Linked DNA regions of Neogale vison: region 2 is linked to region 1. Evidence: chromatin contacts called from public Hi-C data. All regions are on one chromosome and are shown on one strand. The core of a region is the stretch at or near the end of the contact, and the rest is flanking DNA. Distances in the headings are between cores, read along the strand shown.

What was found. Hi-C and Micro-C count contacts between places; a contact is called where the count stands out from the background.
Region 2: a contact with region 1 is called in a Hi-C map of muscle, with 6 times the contacts expected there. The contact joins the promoter of ZFHX4 here to the promoter of PEX2 in region 1. A contact is called at or near these places in 2 of 3 Hi-C or Micro-C datasets (fibroblasts and muscle).

The regions. Positions count from the first base shown.
Region 1 is chr4:57,052,166-57,055,834 of ASM_NN_V1, reverse strand. It overlaps PEX2 (peroxisome biogenesis factor 2), which reads right to left and starts at 1,882. Exons shown (of 2, transcript XM_044245423.1): 1 at 1,589-1,882.
Region 2 is chr4:57,352,367-57,356,035 of ASM_NN_V1, reverse strand. ZFHX4 (zinc finger homeobox protein 4) reads left to right here and starts at 2,060. Exons shown (of 11, transcript XM_044245425.1): 1 at 2,060-2,514. The region is part of intron 2 of LOC122904509 (a long non-coding RNA gene); the gene reads right to left.

The sequences.
Region 1 (3,669 bases), core at 633-3,132:
ACACATTGGATACAAATGAGTAATCATAATGCTACAAACAGAATCATAATGCTACAAAACAGAATCATAATGCTAGAAGTAAACCCAGATCACCTAGTCTAAGATATGAATTTAAATTTCTTAACAGAAACACGTTTCAAACAGAACACATACAAGAGCTGTTCTTGTAAAAAATGGCTGTCTGCTTGGTTTGTCTCTCCCCTGTGTGGCTCCAGGAAATTTATATAGGAATTCTTCTTCAGAACAGATTTAAAACCACAGATTGAATGCTACCCTAACCCCTAAAAATGAAGAGAATAAGGCCATGAGGTAGGGCTGGTCAAAGGAAACCAGAGTCAGGACTAGCACTCTATGTTCTTTACTTAGTTTAGTATTCTTTCTACTATGTCCTGTTACTTCCATTTTCTTTATCTTTTTTTTTTTTTAAGGAAAAAAATACATACATAACAAATAATAATAAAATAAATAAATAAGCATATATGTACTTTTTTAAAGGTTTTTTTGTGTGTGTTGTTTGGTTTTTTGCTTTTGTTTTTTACTTCTTAAATAATTCCATTATCTTTCTTCTTTTCAGTCCCCTCTGACTCAAATCACTGAACTCTAATAGTTCTGGATACATGTATTTGATAATATGGGCAGATCCGAGAGAAGATAGAGTGAGAAAAAAAAAAAAAGAAAAAAAAAAAGAAGTCGACCATCCCAAGTTTATTTTGTTCAGGTTTAACTAACGAAAACACATTAGGGGAAGATATTTAGACTGCAAACTGTGGTGTCGATAAAGTCTCAAACTTCCTCTAACTGCCTGAAATGGTTAAGGTAAAAAATTCTGAAGGGGCATCGCAGAATACCAGAATATATTAGATGTGGACATGCAACAACTTGGTCTCGGGCAAAGCCCTTTCACTCAATGTGGTATTTTTGGAAAATGGGACCTAAGAAAAGAAAGAAAGAAACCATGTCTTTTAACTGAAAGCACCAGGAGAAAAATGTCAGTTATTTCCGCACTCTCCGTTATCAAAAATCACTGTTGACTATAACAAACTAACAGCAAGCAATTATGAAAGACCATTCTCAACAGCTCTTCTTCCCGAAGAAAATTAAAACGGCTTCTAAGTTCACAGGCTTTCAAGAGAAACTTAAGCATTGACCTCAATTTCTGTACCAATATAACACTTTAAAGTCTGAGCCATCCGATATTACGTAGTTAGGACACTGCGTAATTTTTTAAAGCCACTCTTAAAAAGCAAATCTCACCCCGGACAAGGACGCGGAGAAGATTTTGAAGTGTTTCAGAAAGTCACCTCGTGGAAGGCAAAGGAACTCAAGACTAGCTGTGGTTTTTGTTTTTTTATTTTTATTTTTTTTTCTTTTAATGGTGCCATTCTAAGACTATTTTCAGGAGCTCGGGCCTACTTCATTGCCTTCCCCAGATCCGACTCTGATTTTGCTTCTTCCAGGAAAACAGGAAGCCCATAAACAGACAAACTCAAGCTAAGGGTGACAGCGACAAGGTCGCGAAACTCCACGCCCTCCCAGCTGTAGGGCAGACCGCAGGTTTGCACTCCGGCTCTCTCGGGCAGACACTGACCTTAGGAGTCTGCGAAACGCCCCCGTTCCACGTAACTTTCTCTGAGACATTTTCTGGGAAGCTTGGCTTCTCCTAGCAGAACCTGGATTATCCAGGCTTCCGGAACTCGCGGGCTTCCGGAGCGACGGCAGGACCCGGAAGTGTCTGAGAAAAAAGGGGAAATTAAACCAAGGAGAACTAAGCTTCCGAGCGCGGCGGAAGGCCCCGGACGGCCCAGCAACAGCGAGCGAAGAAGAACCGAAGGGCCGAAGGGCCGAAGGGCCGAAGGGCCGAAGGGCCGAAAGGCCGAAGAGCCGAAGAACCGAACAGGACACCGGCGCGCAGTGATTGGTGGGCTGGCCACTCTGAGGAAACCGTATCTGATTGGCAGGACAGTCGCGAACCCGTCAGCCTCCGGTCGGGGCCGCGCGTGAAGAGGCCTCGGTGTCAAGAGGCCGCGGGGAAGTCGGGGCTCTCTGAGGGCAGGGTTTTCTCTGCCCTCGGACAGCGCGGCGTGCCGCCGGACAAGCGCCGCCGAGTGGCAGTGGGGCGCCTCGGCAGCTCCTCGGCTGGCTTCTGGCTCGCCCTGGTAGAGGGCTCACAGCGGGATAGCTTTTTGGGGAGAGGAGCTTTCGGGGGAGGCGGGCGGCAGCTTCGGGGCAGGAGCCTTTTTGCTGCGCGTGCGTGGCGTGGGCGGGTAGCTTGCTGACTTGTGCAGGTTTAGGAAGGAGGGTAGCCTAGTCCAGTTAGCCGTCCCGCTCCACAGCCTTGGCCCGAGAGGCCCTGGACGCGCTCGCACCGTGGGGGAGTGAGCAGCTGGGCGCAGCAGGGCCCGTCAGAATGACCCGGGAACGCGTCGAACACGGTCAGCCAGATCGCCCACCCCTGGGTAACTAAGTCCGAATTTCTAGGACTGGCGCCTGAGGGAACGTATTTTTTGAGCGTTCACCAGGCAATTATATGTAGCTCCGTGAACTGCCACTGCCTCCTGATTCGGTAGTATGGACAGTAGTGTCTTAGCTGGAGGGTTCGCTCTAAGCTTGGAAGAGAGGTTAGGTAAATCTTCCTGCACGTAGTAGGTCTTGAGAACGTTTTAGTTACTGCCTCACCCCGCTCTCTTCCCCCCCCCCCCGGGAGCACAGTCCTACAGCAGCTGGATTGTTCCATGTTCCAGACCGTATCCTGTACAAACAGGATTGCAAGACAGCTTTTTAAGGTTGTTTTTTTTTTTTTTTTTTAATAATTTTTCTGAGGAACAGAGTTCATGTTCTGTTCGCCAGATGATGAAACATTAGGGATAAAAAGAACATTTATTAATGAATCATAACACTGATCAAATTCATTGTTACATCAGAGGTGTACAATTTAGCGTACTTCTAGCTGCAGTTTTGTTGTCTTCCATCCGTTAAGGAGATCTTGGAAAAAGCAGTCCTAAGAAGGATGATGTTGATGTTTCCCGAATTAGTAAACAAACAAAACAACTTCCCAGCACAGGAACCAACAGTACGAATGAGACAGAGTAGCTGCTACAAGTTAATAGGGTGTGTAGTTCACTTGGGCAAAGGAGGGGGGATTTTTCTAGAGCCGCAGTTGCCTGATCAAGTAGTTGCTCGCCACCTGAAATGTGGGTAGGCCAAATGGAGGTCTGAGGAAAATGCACATTGGATTTCTACAGATAACGTTATGGGAAAGAAAGAATGTGAACTAGTTCATTTTATGTTGATGACACGTTGATACGGGAATGTTTTTGAAAATTTAAAATTACATATGTGGTTCGGATTACACGTGTTGAATGGTGCTTTTCTGGAGGGTAAGAAAATCTTTTTGAAGAAGACCATGGCTTTCACTGAGTCATTGTGAAAGAAGGCAGCCATGTTGTACTTTCCAGGTAGGCCAGCAGATACACTTGCTTTATTTAATTTTTATGAAAGTGGGAGAACACCCCGAAAGAGTAATTCAGAGGACATTTTCAGAAAGCCAAGTTCTAATTCATGGAACCTTATGTATGTCACATGAACATCACAATAGTTGTTAATAATAATAAATGTACCAAGCTAGCAAGATAGTTGACTTAGGTTTAATGAATCTGATTCAAAATGTAA
Region 2 (3,669 bases), core at 811-3,310, 300 kb before region 1:
AAACAGCAACGCTACATAAACACCTTCTTCACTTGCAAGTTACAGAGAATTAAAATTTTACCACCGTGGTCATGTATGTTTCTTAAAGCACATGGTTAAACTCAACTGAGGCACAGCAATGATATAGTGGCTGTATAAAGGTAAGATTGTAAACAAAGTAACTTAAAAATCTTAGAAAGCCATACACTTTGAGCAGATTTCTTCCCAAACAAGTTTAAAATAGAATGGAGTCTTTGGAGAGGTAGATGATTTTCTTTCTGTTAACGTCTAGTAGCCCTGTTTTACACTATACTGGTACATACATCGACTTCAGATTCCTAAGGTGGTGATTTGCTCCCCCCGCCCTCTTAATAAAGACCATATCTAGGTTTTATTCTCTACTCCAAGCCTTTGGACTTTCATTGTAACCTTAGCCAGCTGCTGTAGGCAACCAGCTTTTCTGATTTGGGCCTAGGTCTGCTCTTTTGAGGACTATGCTTTGATCCTCCCAGGTGTTTTGTTTGGTTTTTCATGCCATTTGCATCAGTTCTAGGATTTTCCAAATGTTCCCTGATAATACAATGTTTCAGGGCCAGAAAGATGCGTGTTTGCAGCGTCTGTTGTCCTGCGATAAACCTTTTTGTTGGTATTTGGTAGATTTGGTGCTTAAGGCCTAAGACAAGGTTTTGAAGCAGATCCTGGTGATCCAGAACTTCAAAGACCTGTCAGCTTCAAGGCAGCTGACACCTCACCTGTCCAGGAAGCTGGACATTACAAGTATTTCTTGTTTTTAGATTGCTTGGTTTGTACTTTCACCTTCTCTCTAGAATTCCTATTTTTGAAATATTACATAGATGGTGTCTACTTGTGACCTATAGTGTAGCAGTATATCAAGATGCTATCTGAGCAGCAAGAGATAGTGTGAATACACACACACACACACACACACACACATATATATATATATATATTCCATATTCAGATATTCAGTAGGGGGTATTTAAAAGTATGTCTATTCCTAGTTTTAGTTAATTATCTTTTAATGAAAGTGTCACTCATATTCACATCTGTAATATTGGGAAGAGATAATTAGATTTTCAAATGAGAATCAGCCACCTTAAATTTTGCACCAGAAAATACCAAGTATATTTCATTCTAATGAGATCTGTAGTGGGGTTTTAAAATTCATCATAACGTGCTTCAAGAAAGATAATTCAACAGACTTGCAAGATGAAAGGGGTTTTTTTCCCCCTAAGTCTTCTTAAAGCTATTACATTGAACTTAAGCAATTCTGATAAAATATTCAAAAATATTACATAAAGGCTAGAACCATATCCCCACTATCACCCTTGCACGAATCACTTATTCTCATTTGAAAGTTTACTTTGACTCAACTAACACTTGCATCAACCATGCCCTGGGTCCTCTCTCCTGCCTGTGCAAGCGAAAGATCCGTGTTTAAATAGGTGTCTATAGATCCAGAGTGCAATTCTTCCTCCGAAATAGGCTGGGCCAGGCGGTGTTTGCACACTGCCAGGCACCCTTTATTTACATACATCTGCATATTTGCTCAGTCCCCGCATTTCTCCATTAAAATGCGTTCTTGTATGCAACAATAAATTAGGCAGAGGGAAAAAAAAATCTCTTCATTCCTCTAATATTGTCCTTAAAGCTCCCTAGTAAACAAATCTTTGGCCCGATAATAATTACTTTGCTTCATTAAAATAAAAAGAAAAATTCGACTGGTTAAAGGGCATTGCTTTGGCGGTATTTATGTTTTATTTTCTCTCCCTTTTTGCTGAACAGAGAGAGTGTGTGTGTGTGTGTGTGTGTGTGTGGTTGTGTGTGTGGTTGTGGGTGCGTGTGTGTGTGTCTAATGAAGTTTGGGAGTCGCGCGCGCAGGGGCGCGTGGGGTGCGAGCCCCGGAGATCCCCATCTCCTGCCCTCTCCGCGGTCGCAGCGTCCCGGGCTCCCGCCGCAGCGCTCCGAGCCTTGGAAGCCGCGAGGCTCCCGGGCTGCTCCGAGTCCGGGCTGCGCGTCATTTGCAGTCTGGGGAATGTTGATCACCTCACTAATTACACCTCTCTCTCCCCCCTCTCCCTCTCCCTCTCCCTCACTCTCCTCTCTCATTCCCAGAGTGCATATCGGGAATAGACACACAAAGACATGCGCACTCAACTTAATCAGCCATTTTTTTAAACAGGGCTAAAACGATAATAATTAGCAGAATAAAGACATATCGGATTTTCATTTCCTTTCCTCCTTTTCCCAACCCCTTCACAACCAAACAGCGAGACCGCGGTCGGCACATGCTTTAACTCCTCCCGGACCCCCGAGGACCGCTCCATGCCCCCCACTTTCTGCTTCAGCGTTTTTATTTTCACCCAATAAAGTTCGAGGATTATTTTTTTATTTTTTTTATTTTTTTTTTTAATGAACCCTCTCGTTTTACTTGGATGTGATCAGCTGTAAGTAAAATAAAAGCAAAACAAAAAAGAGGCGAAGATCGAGTAGGAACTGCAGGGGAAATGGAAAGTAAGTTTTTTCTTTAACTTTTATTGAGTAGTTTGTGTTAAATTTAGGTCGAGTATCGATTATCTTTCCAGCCTGATCTTGCACAATCTTTGATATTTCGCTCCCTCTCTCTCCCTCTCCGCCTCTCTCCCTCTCTGCCCCTAGCTCGCTCGCTCTCGCTCGCTCTCGCACACATCCCCTCATCCCGACCATCTCTTCCGCTCTGCCCCCCTTTTCTATCTCTTTCCCCCTTTTTTTGGCTCAAGGATTTGCTCCGCTGGAAGAGGGAGGGGGCACAGAGGGACCTGATTTTCCACTTTCTTTGGGGGGGCTGCGTTTTGGAGGATTTAACTTTTGGATTGAAGTGGCGGATCATTCACGTTTCGTCGAGCAGTTTTCTCTCCTTTTCCCTGTCTTTTCGGGTTCTGTCTCCACCGCGAGCCTGTGGCGTTCTCGTGGCGCGGGGAAGCTGTCAGCTCCGCAGCGGCGCGGGCACTACCAGGGGTCCCCGCTCGCCCCGCGCGCCCACACCCGGGTCGGAATGACCCCTTCTCTGCACTCATCCTCGGAAAGTTTGGACGTTGGTCGGTGGGGCTTGAAGCCCCTCTCTCCCTGTTTTACACCCCCCACCCCCGTTATTCAGCCTCATTTTTCTTCCTCCTCTTACCACCCCCACCCTTTCCTCTCTCAAGTTCCCCGAAGGGCGCTTAGTGCTCGGGACTGGCGGAGGACGGGGGATCTGTACGCCTTGGGCGGGGGAGGGGGGTTGTTCCAAGAGGCCGGGGCGCGAGCAGGGGCTGGGCAGCAGGTAGACACCCGCCGGCCGGAGCGGGCAGCGGGCACAGCCGAGGGCTGCTCCCGGCGGCGCGGGCGGCGCGGACTCGGGTGCTGGCTAACGGAAGGCAGGTCCGTTAGGAGGCGGGAACGCCGGGCCTTGGGGCCAGGGACCCGGGAGGCGGCTGCAGCTCTCGCCAGGCGCTTTCGCTGCCGGTAGTGCGTTAGACTAGAGGATAGATGCCAGCGGCTTGGGGTCAAGAATCTTTCCTTTCCTTTTGGCAGAGGGCAAAGGGTGTGTGTGTGTGTGTGTGTGTGTGTGTAGGGGGGAGGCTGTGGCCGGCTCTGAGAACTGATTTATTCCCTGCCCCCCCTCCCCAAAGAGGTTCCATGTCTGCAAAA